Linked DNA regions of Gossypium hirsutum: region 2 is linked to region 1. The links are chromatin contacts, called in public Hi-C maps. All regions are on one chromosome and are shown on one strand. The core of a region is the stretch at or near the end of the contact, and the rest is flanking DNA. Distances in the headings are between cores, read along the strand shown.

Region 1 (3,666 bases), core at 44-2,543:
TAATGAATATGTCTATGTTTTCTTATTTGAGAGTAGGACCCAGTAGAAAATAATAGGCCTCAAAAGTTGAAAGTTGAAACAACCACAATAAACTGTATTCAGTTCAATATCCACAGAGGCATTTCAGGGTGTTGATGTAATCTTCAAACAGATTTGTGCTATACCATCCACTGCTTATAAGCATTCTCTTCTCTTCTTTAAGATTTTAGATTTTGAACATTGGGCATAGCATGTAGGCTTCAGTCAAAATCTACATCAGAAATAAAGCAGCCTAGATATTCATTACTACTATCTAGAAGATGATCATTCTAAGCTCAAACCAAGAATATAAACAATCAATTTGCACTATTCAGGAAGATAAACATAAACAAACAACTAAGATTCACCAACTTAAAAAGTGAATCACTAATAAACTAAACTACACTCAAACAATGAGAAGACCAAATTATTGTAAACCAAGTTAATTAATCAACAAAAGCAATCCAAAAGTGCACACAAAGATACCTGCTAGGTGAACCACACATGCCATCTTTTGAGGTGGCACATCTTTTGGGACAAGGAAAGCAACCCTCGCATTATGACTTTCAGGAGGCAATGCACTAAGCAACTGCTCATCACAAGGGGTCCTAAACACACCTTCTCTCAAACAAGCATTTTGGGTCTCCCAAACAGTTCTCCAAATGGGTTGAATCAAGCTTGGAGGCCAGTTTTGGCCTTCAACTTCAGGGAACAACTGGCTTATCAATCTCTCCAGAAGCTCAAGCTTTGTTCCACCCCACCCTCTTGAGAAGAACGGTGGGCTAATCTTTGTTCTATGCACAAATGCACCATATACATGGTCTAGAATGTAATGAAGCATCCCTATATTAACTGTAACCATATTGTTTTTCTCTTTTTGAAGAAAACCAGATTTCAAAATTGCTTAAAAGAGAGGAAATTTGTATCTTTTTATTGATTCCGCTTCAGTATCAACAACCCAGTAATCAGAACTCAATAACAAGATTAGTTTTTTTCATAAAAAGAACATTGATTAGAATGTGGAGAAAAGCACAATACAATTAGATCTGTTGAATAAAACCATACCTTCCCCTCTAAAATCAATGAAGCAATAACATTGCAAGAGAATTTTTTTTTTCAAGAGCTGTATAGTATTCAGGGTAAGCAATTAATAAGAAAAAGAGAAAAGATTTGAGATAATGAAGTGAGACCCAAAAAGATAGAAAAAGGGCGGATTATGAGGAAAGGATGGAGCTTTCGAATTGTTTTCGGAAGCAAATAGGTTAAAATATATTATTAGTCTCTGTTCTTTTAACGAAATTTGAGATTTAATCCATGGACTTGAAAGGTTAAAATTGATTTTAAAATCTCAATCCAATCATTAAAATCTTTATGGAATGTTAAGTTTATGATAATGATTGGATTAATATTTTTAAATTTAAAAAAAATGAATCATTAACTTTTATAGTATAGAGACTAAATATCAAATTATATAAAAGTAGAGGGACTAATAGAAAATTTAAACCAAACAAATATTAGGAACCAAGCTAAAGCAAACCATACCGCCGCTCTAATCTGTGGGTGGTATTAAGGATTGGGTCCTACGTGCCACGTCATTGAACATCTATTTGCCACGGGTCATTGCCGATTTGCTGTTTTATAGTCTCAATTTCACGTCTGTGTAGTATTTGGTGGTGAGTGGGTGAGGGTCCCCACTGTATTCCCCATAATTGTAGGGGCCAGCATGGAACACAGTGGATAAGGTTGTAATTATGTTTATTTATTATTTTCTTAGTAAATAATTTTGAATAAAATAATTTAATAGAAAATTAAAAAAGTTGGTTGAGGATTAGATGTTGATGATTATATTGTAATCAATTATCTTAATACAAGGACCCAACTGTTATTTTTTTAATTTATTTTTTATTCCTTGATATATCTTAAGCAACTTTTAAAATATGATTATTTTTTATTTATTTGGATGAAAATCACTATCATAGAATTTTGTTTTTAGTGTATATAGGTGAATTGTTTATCTCAACCTTAGACATTATAACTTTATTAAAGTTTATATGAAATTAGGGTTAGGGACTTATATTTATATAATAATATTATCATTGAATAATAATCACCCATTTAGAGGTGTCTATGAGTTGGACCCAATAAAATTTTAGGCTCGGGCTTGGCCTGAAAATGGGCCTAAAATTTTGTCTAATTTCGGCTTGGATAAAAATATTAAAACTCGAGCCCGACTGAATTATTTTTTATATAATATTTAAAAATATAATACATCAAACATCTTAAAAATATTAAAATAAATGTTTTCCAACAAATTAAAAATAAATTAAAAAATATGTGTATTAAATAATACTAAGATAAATGTAACTTAACAAGCAAATGTGAAGAATAGTAACAAAATTAATAATTAAACAAAAGTAATACAATATCTAAATAATAACAATAAAATAGTAGCAACATAATTATGAAATTGTAGCAAAATAGTGAAAAAATAACTAGAAAATAGCAAGAAAATAATAAAAAAATAGTTTTCATGTTCAGGTCGAGCTAGGATCAAGTAAAAAAAATTTACCAGAAGCCAAGCTTGTTTTCTAAACAAGTATTACCTTTTTTCCCAAACCTATTTTTCGGGCATATATTTTTACCTAAACTTTCTCACTTTTTAAATAGACTCTGGCCCAATCCAGCTCATAGACAGCTATACACCTAACATCAATCTCTTGATTAAAAGTTGACTCAATCGAGTCTTTTAAAATCTCATGGCCCAAAACGAAAGCCTTATAAAGGGTTAACTCCTTTGCAGCACAATTTGAAGAAGGCTATGTTGACCAATGAGAGAACAACACTTGGCAACAAATTGCCTTATCATTGATTATAAAAGAAGTAAAGATATCATGGAAGCTTTTAATTAGAAGTTGGATTGCATTTGCTGATTGAGTCTTAATTTAATTAGTATTAGTATCATTGTTAGGATATGGTAATTTACATTATCTTTTAACAAAAAAGTCCTTAATACAGATATTGATACGTTTTAAAGATTTTAGGCCCTAATATCTTTGTATAAGTTGAAGGGTTTATCTTTCATATTTGTTTTATAGTTAATTTTTTTTTTAATTTTCAAAGTTCATAATTTATAATTGTTCCTTCCAATAATGTTATTTTCTATGTTGAAAATTTATGTTATATTCAACAATTTATATTCTAATTTACTAGGGATCCAACTGGAATTAATAAGAAAGCAAACCCAATCTGATATATCGAAAAGCCACATACATTACAATTTTGTATTACTGTGTTTGTGCCAGAAAAACACCACCTAATAGTTTCAGATCAACAGGATGGAAATGGATTTAGCCTAAGAATAGGGGCACAAATGAGGGGATGAGCTCGTGGAAGTGTAAGTCCAGGTCCTTCTTCCATATCAACACTTCCATCAACCTTCCAATCAAAGCATTGAATCATAACAGCAAGACTCGTTTGAACAACTTGCAACGCCATTGAAGTTCCAGGGCATGATCTTCTCCCACTCCCAAATGGCAACAAATGAAAATGCTGTCCCCTTACATCTATTTGACTACTTCTCCCATTCACAAACCTCTCTGGTCGGAATTCAAGTGGGTTCTCCCAGTGATTCCGGTCCCTGCCGATCGC
Region 2 (3,646 bases), core at 39-2,538, 150 kb after region 1:
TTGACTGCGGTGAGGTGCGTTTAGCTTACTTTTTGTCTCACGCTACAGTATCGCTACAGTATCTAATCTCACCGCCACCGCTGTTTTTACACTAACCGCAGCTAAACGCACCGCCCATCCAAACTCACCCTCAATCAATTTTACTGTTGGAACAGTAGAATTTTAATTTACCTTTGAATAAAAAAATAAAAAAATAAGAAATCAAATTCAACTGAATTTAATTATAAAAAAATTAAAGAATATGTTTAATCATAATTTAATTAAAATAATTGAAATTTAAAATTACTCTAACTTAAAGTTAAATAAAATATAATTTTCTAAAAAAGTTTATATAATAAAAATAATATCTATACTTATACCAAGTTATAAAATACTCACTGAAGTATTCAAAAAATTTTATTTAAAGCATTAAATTATTTAAAAGTTTTTATTAAGTCACCAAGCTGTGAATTTTTTTTAAAGATCAGCTAGCGAGTTGACAATTGGTATTGCGAATCAATACTCATCGATAAGTAGAAAATATTTTAGATACAAGTCAGTCTGATGGTCAGTGTTGGAGATCAGAGAAGAAAGTTGTTTGAATTTTAGTGTACAAATTGATGCCGTTCAAAGTTGTTCCTTAAACAAAAATTGAAATATAGAAAAAAAGTGAAATAAGAGTTTTCGATTGATGTGTTAATAAAAAAAGTCATACAACCCAATAGTTGAAATGAAAACTTTTAAATAATTTCATCAAAATATAAACAAAAATGAATAAATGTACTTTATTTTAGAGACTAAATTACCAAAAAAATCATTTTTAAAAAAATTACAGAAATAGACTAGTTTTGGTAAAAAAAATTCAATTAGAAATGTTTCCAATACTAAAAGTGGCATCACCAATTTTTTTTAAATTTTTTGTGTGACCTATTAATGCAAAAATATAATTTACAAAAATAAACTTTTATATAGACTTAAAATCTCATTTCTCTTATTTTTTTAACCAATGATGGATATGAGATATGTGTATGTATTGCAGGTTTGGAACTTGTTTCTAGATAATATTTGATTGTTTTCTTAAATTGTGATATATATATACATATAAAAAGCTAAAGTCTCATTTTCTTTTTTTTTAAGTAATTTTTAAAACATTTTTTTTGGGTTTCCATTGCACTGAAAGCGTTTTATTAAGATCGGCAAATTTTCGTAAATTTTTAAAAAATTGACATATTTCTATAAATTTTTTGAAAAAATAGTTTTTTTTATAATTTAGTCTATTTTAAAAATTGCTTTTTATTAACATTATTAATAAACCAAAACGGCCCTGCAACGTTGCTTTACCTATATTTAAAATAGCTGAGAAGTAACCTCTTTTGCAGAGCAACAAACTCTCTCGCAGAAGACATTTAAACTCATTTTTTTTAGCTTCGCCTTACCGCCATTGAAGAAACTAATCAAAGCTTTCTTTGACTATTCTTTTCAAAGCTCTCAAGACTCAAAATTGGGTTCAACTAACCAAGTGGGTACACTTTATGTTCAAGAAATTGAGCTGGGTATTATTTTTCTTTCAACATTGGGTAGTTCTTTTTTCGTCTTTCACATGGAGTCAAACGCAGGGGCGACGGAGACCAGATCTAATGTAACGGTGTCGGATGGGGGAGAAGTTGCGGCACTCGAGTCGCTCCAATTTACCGACGAAATCCACCGTTTGATTTCGGCTCCGGCAACTGATAATGCTAGTTCCTTCACGGCTCTACTTGAACTACCAGCTACACAAGTCGTTGAGCTTCTTCACTCTCCCGAGTCGGTGAAGCTCATAGTTGCTTCGGCTCCGAACGTTGAAGATTTCAAAGGCAGCTTCCATTTTCCTTCTAATACTGGTTTGATTCAAAAAGATGCAAGGTTCTCTGTGTTTTCTGGAGAAGGTAACAACAAGAATGATAAGAGCAACTCGCCTGAAATGACGTCGAAAAATTCAAGCGCGAATCTTGAGAAGGCGGTAAAGAGTGAGCCGGCGGAAACCGCGTCATCCCTGCCGTTGGTTTCTGATCCAACGGTGGAAAACCGGAATATCAAGCGGAAAGATCGAGAAAAGAAGGTAGAAAACAAAAAAAAAAGGAAAATTTTGATCAAGGGTTTCTGGGGTTTTCCATTTTTGGTAAAATTTTGATTAATTTGTTCTCCGAGTATTTTCAGGTTAAAGGGTCAACAAAGAAAAGCAAACCTGCAACAAATGAGAGCTTAGAGGATGCCGAGAAACTGCCTTACGTTCATGTTAGAGCTCGCCGGGGACAAGCAACCGATAGCCATAGCTTAGCAGAGAGGGTAATTTACGAATTTCCATAATTGACTCCTTAATTAGTTTTGCTTATTAGCATTTTTTTTTCTTATTAAGCTAATAATTTTGGTGATTAATACAGGCAAGAAGAGAGAAGATTAATGCACGAATGAAGCTACTACAGGAGTTGGTACCTGGATGCAATAAGGTCAGTTCTGTTGGATTAATTAGTTAATTAATGATTTTATTTTGATTTTGTGATTATATTAAGAATATCTATCTTAATGGGGTATAGAAAGTGAGGTTACATCTTTAGATTACTTTTCTTTAGTAACGGTTTTTTCCTTGTCACCTTTTGCACTCAAAAGTAATTGACCTTTTGTAGCTCAAGTTGCTTTAATATTTTAGCTGGTTTTCCATTGTGGGGGAGGGTTTGTTAGAAGTCCCTTTTGAGGTTAAGTTTGTCTTTTCGAGCGCAATTTCGTTGCTGTTTTGGTGAAGTTAGTAATATTGAAAGCTAGATTTTCTAGTTCTAATCAAATCTTTTGAATTTATGTTTTTGGATTTTGAATTATGTATGTGATGTGTATAGTTATAGTAAAATGACAATTTTAGCCTCTGACGATTGTCGATGTGGGAATGCTAGCTGGATGTTACCATGAAGTGCTCAGTAGACATGTCTAGTGCTTGTTGGATTAAATGTCTTTATGGGGTCCCATTTCATTGATGTAGAGTAATTGCTTGCTTCTACTTCAAGCTGTGTATCTGTCCTCTATGGGTTATGTAGAAGAGGGATGACAAAAGAAAATGTCTTTTATATGTCAAATGCCTGCCCAAATACACGGGGACTTAATGTGATAGTCCATGGAGAATTGGTTTAATTGTTCAAAGTATAATCTTAAGTCATCCCTTAACATTTCACTATATCTTTTTAACAAGTGAAAGCAGCTCTGAGTCAGTTTCTGGTGCCTTTTCTTCGTCAAGGGGCCACAATTCAGTAAAGACTAGGTGAGAAAACCTGTTAACAACCATCCTTTTCTAAGAAAAAATTCGTGATTTCTATAATGGTTGATAGGGTGAGAGATGCCGAACTGTTGGGATAAAAATTGTTGATTTTAATTGCTTCTAAATTGATGCATTTACATTGCATCCTTTGGGAGACTGGACATGTTTATGCTTCCAATTAGCTTTAAATTTCTGTCTTAGAGGAGGTCTTCTGAAATTTGAAGTCCTAATTTCCAAACAATCATTTTCTAGGTGGATGTCTGTATGTCTCGAACTTATATGCTTCAAATGAGTTGGCTTCCTGCTCTTTGGCCTTTGTGCAGTTTTTTTTTTTCTTTTCTTTTCTTTTACAACATTTGAATGAATTAGACCATCTTTTCACTC

The links. Hi-C and Micro-C count contacts between places; a contact is called where the count stands out from the background.
Region 2: a Hi-C map of leaf shows a contact between it and region 1, with 2.4 times the contacts expected there. The contact joins the promoter of LOC107922319 here to the promoter of LOC107922423 in region 1. A contact is called at or near these places in 2 of 34 Hi-C or Micro-C datasets (both in leaf).

Annotation. Positions count from the first base shown.
Region 1 is chrA01:114,498,670-114,502,335 of Gossypium_hirsutum_v2.1, forward strand. LOC107922423 (protein ABHD18) reads right to left here and starts at 1,294. Exons shown (of 5, transcript XM_016852455.2): 1 at 505-1,294. The coding sequence starts at 880. LOC107921447 (cytochrome P450 93A3) reads right to left here. Exons shown (of 2, transcript XM_016851295.2): 2 at 3,243-3,666. The coding sequence ends at 3,346.
Region 2 is chrA01:114,643,981-114,647,626 of Gossypium_hirsutum_v2.1, forward strand. LOC107922319 (transcription factor bHLH48) reads left to right here and starts at 1,289. Exons shown (of 7, transcript XM_016852305.2): 1 at 1,289-2,077; 2 at 2,176-2,304; 3 at 2,400-2,465. The coding sequence starts at 1,580.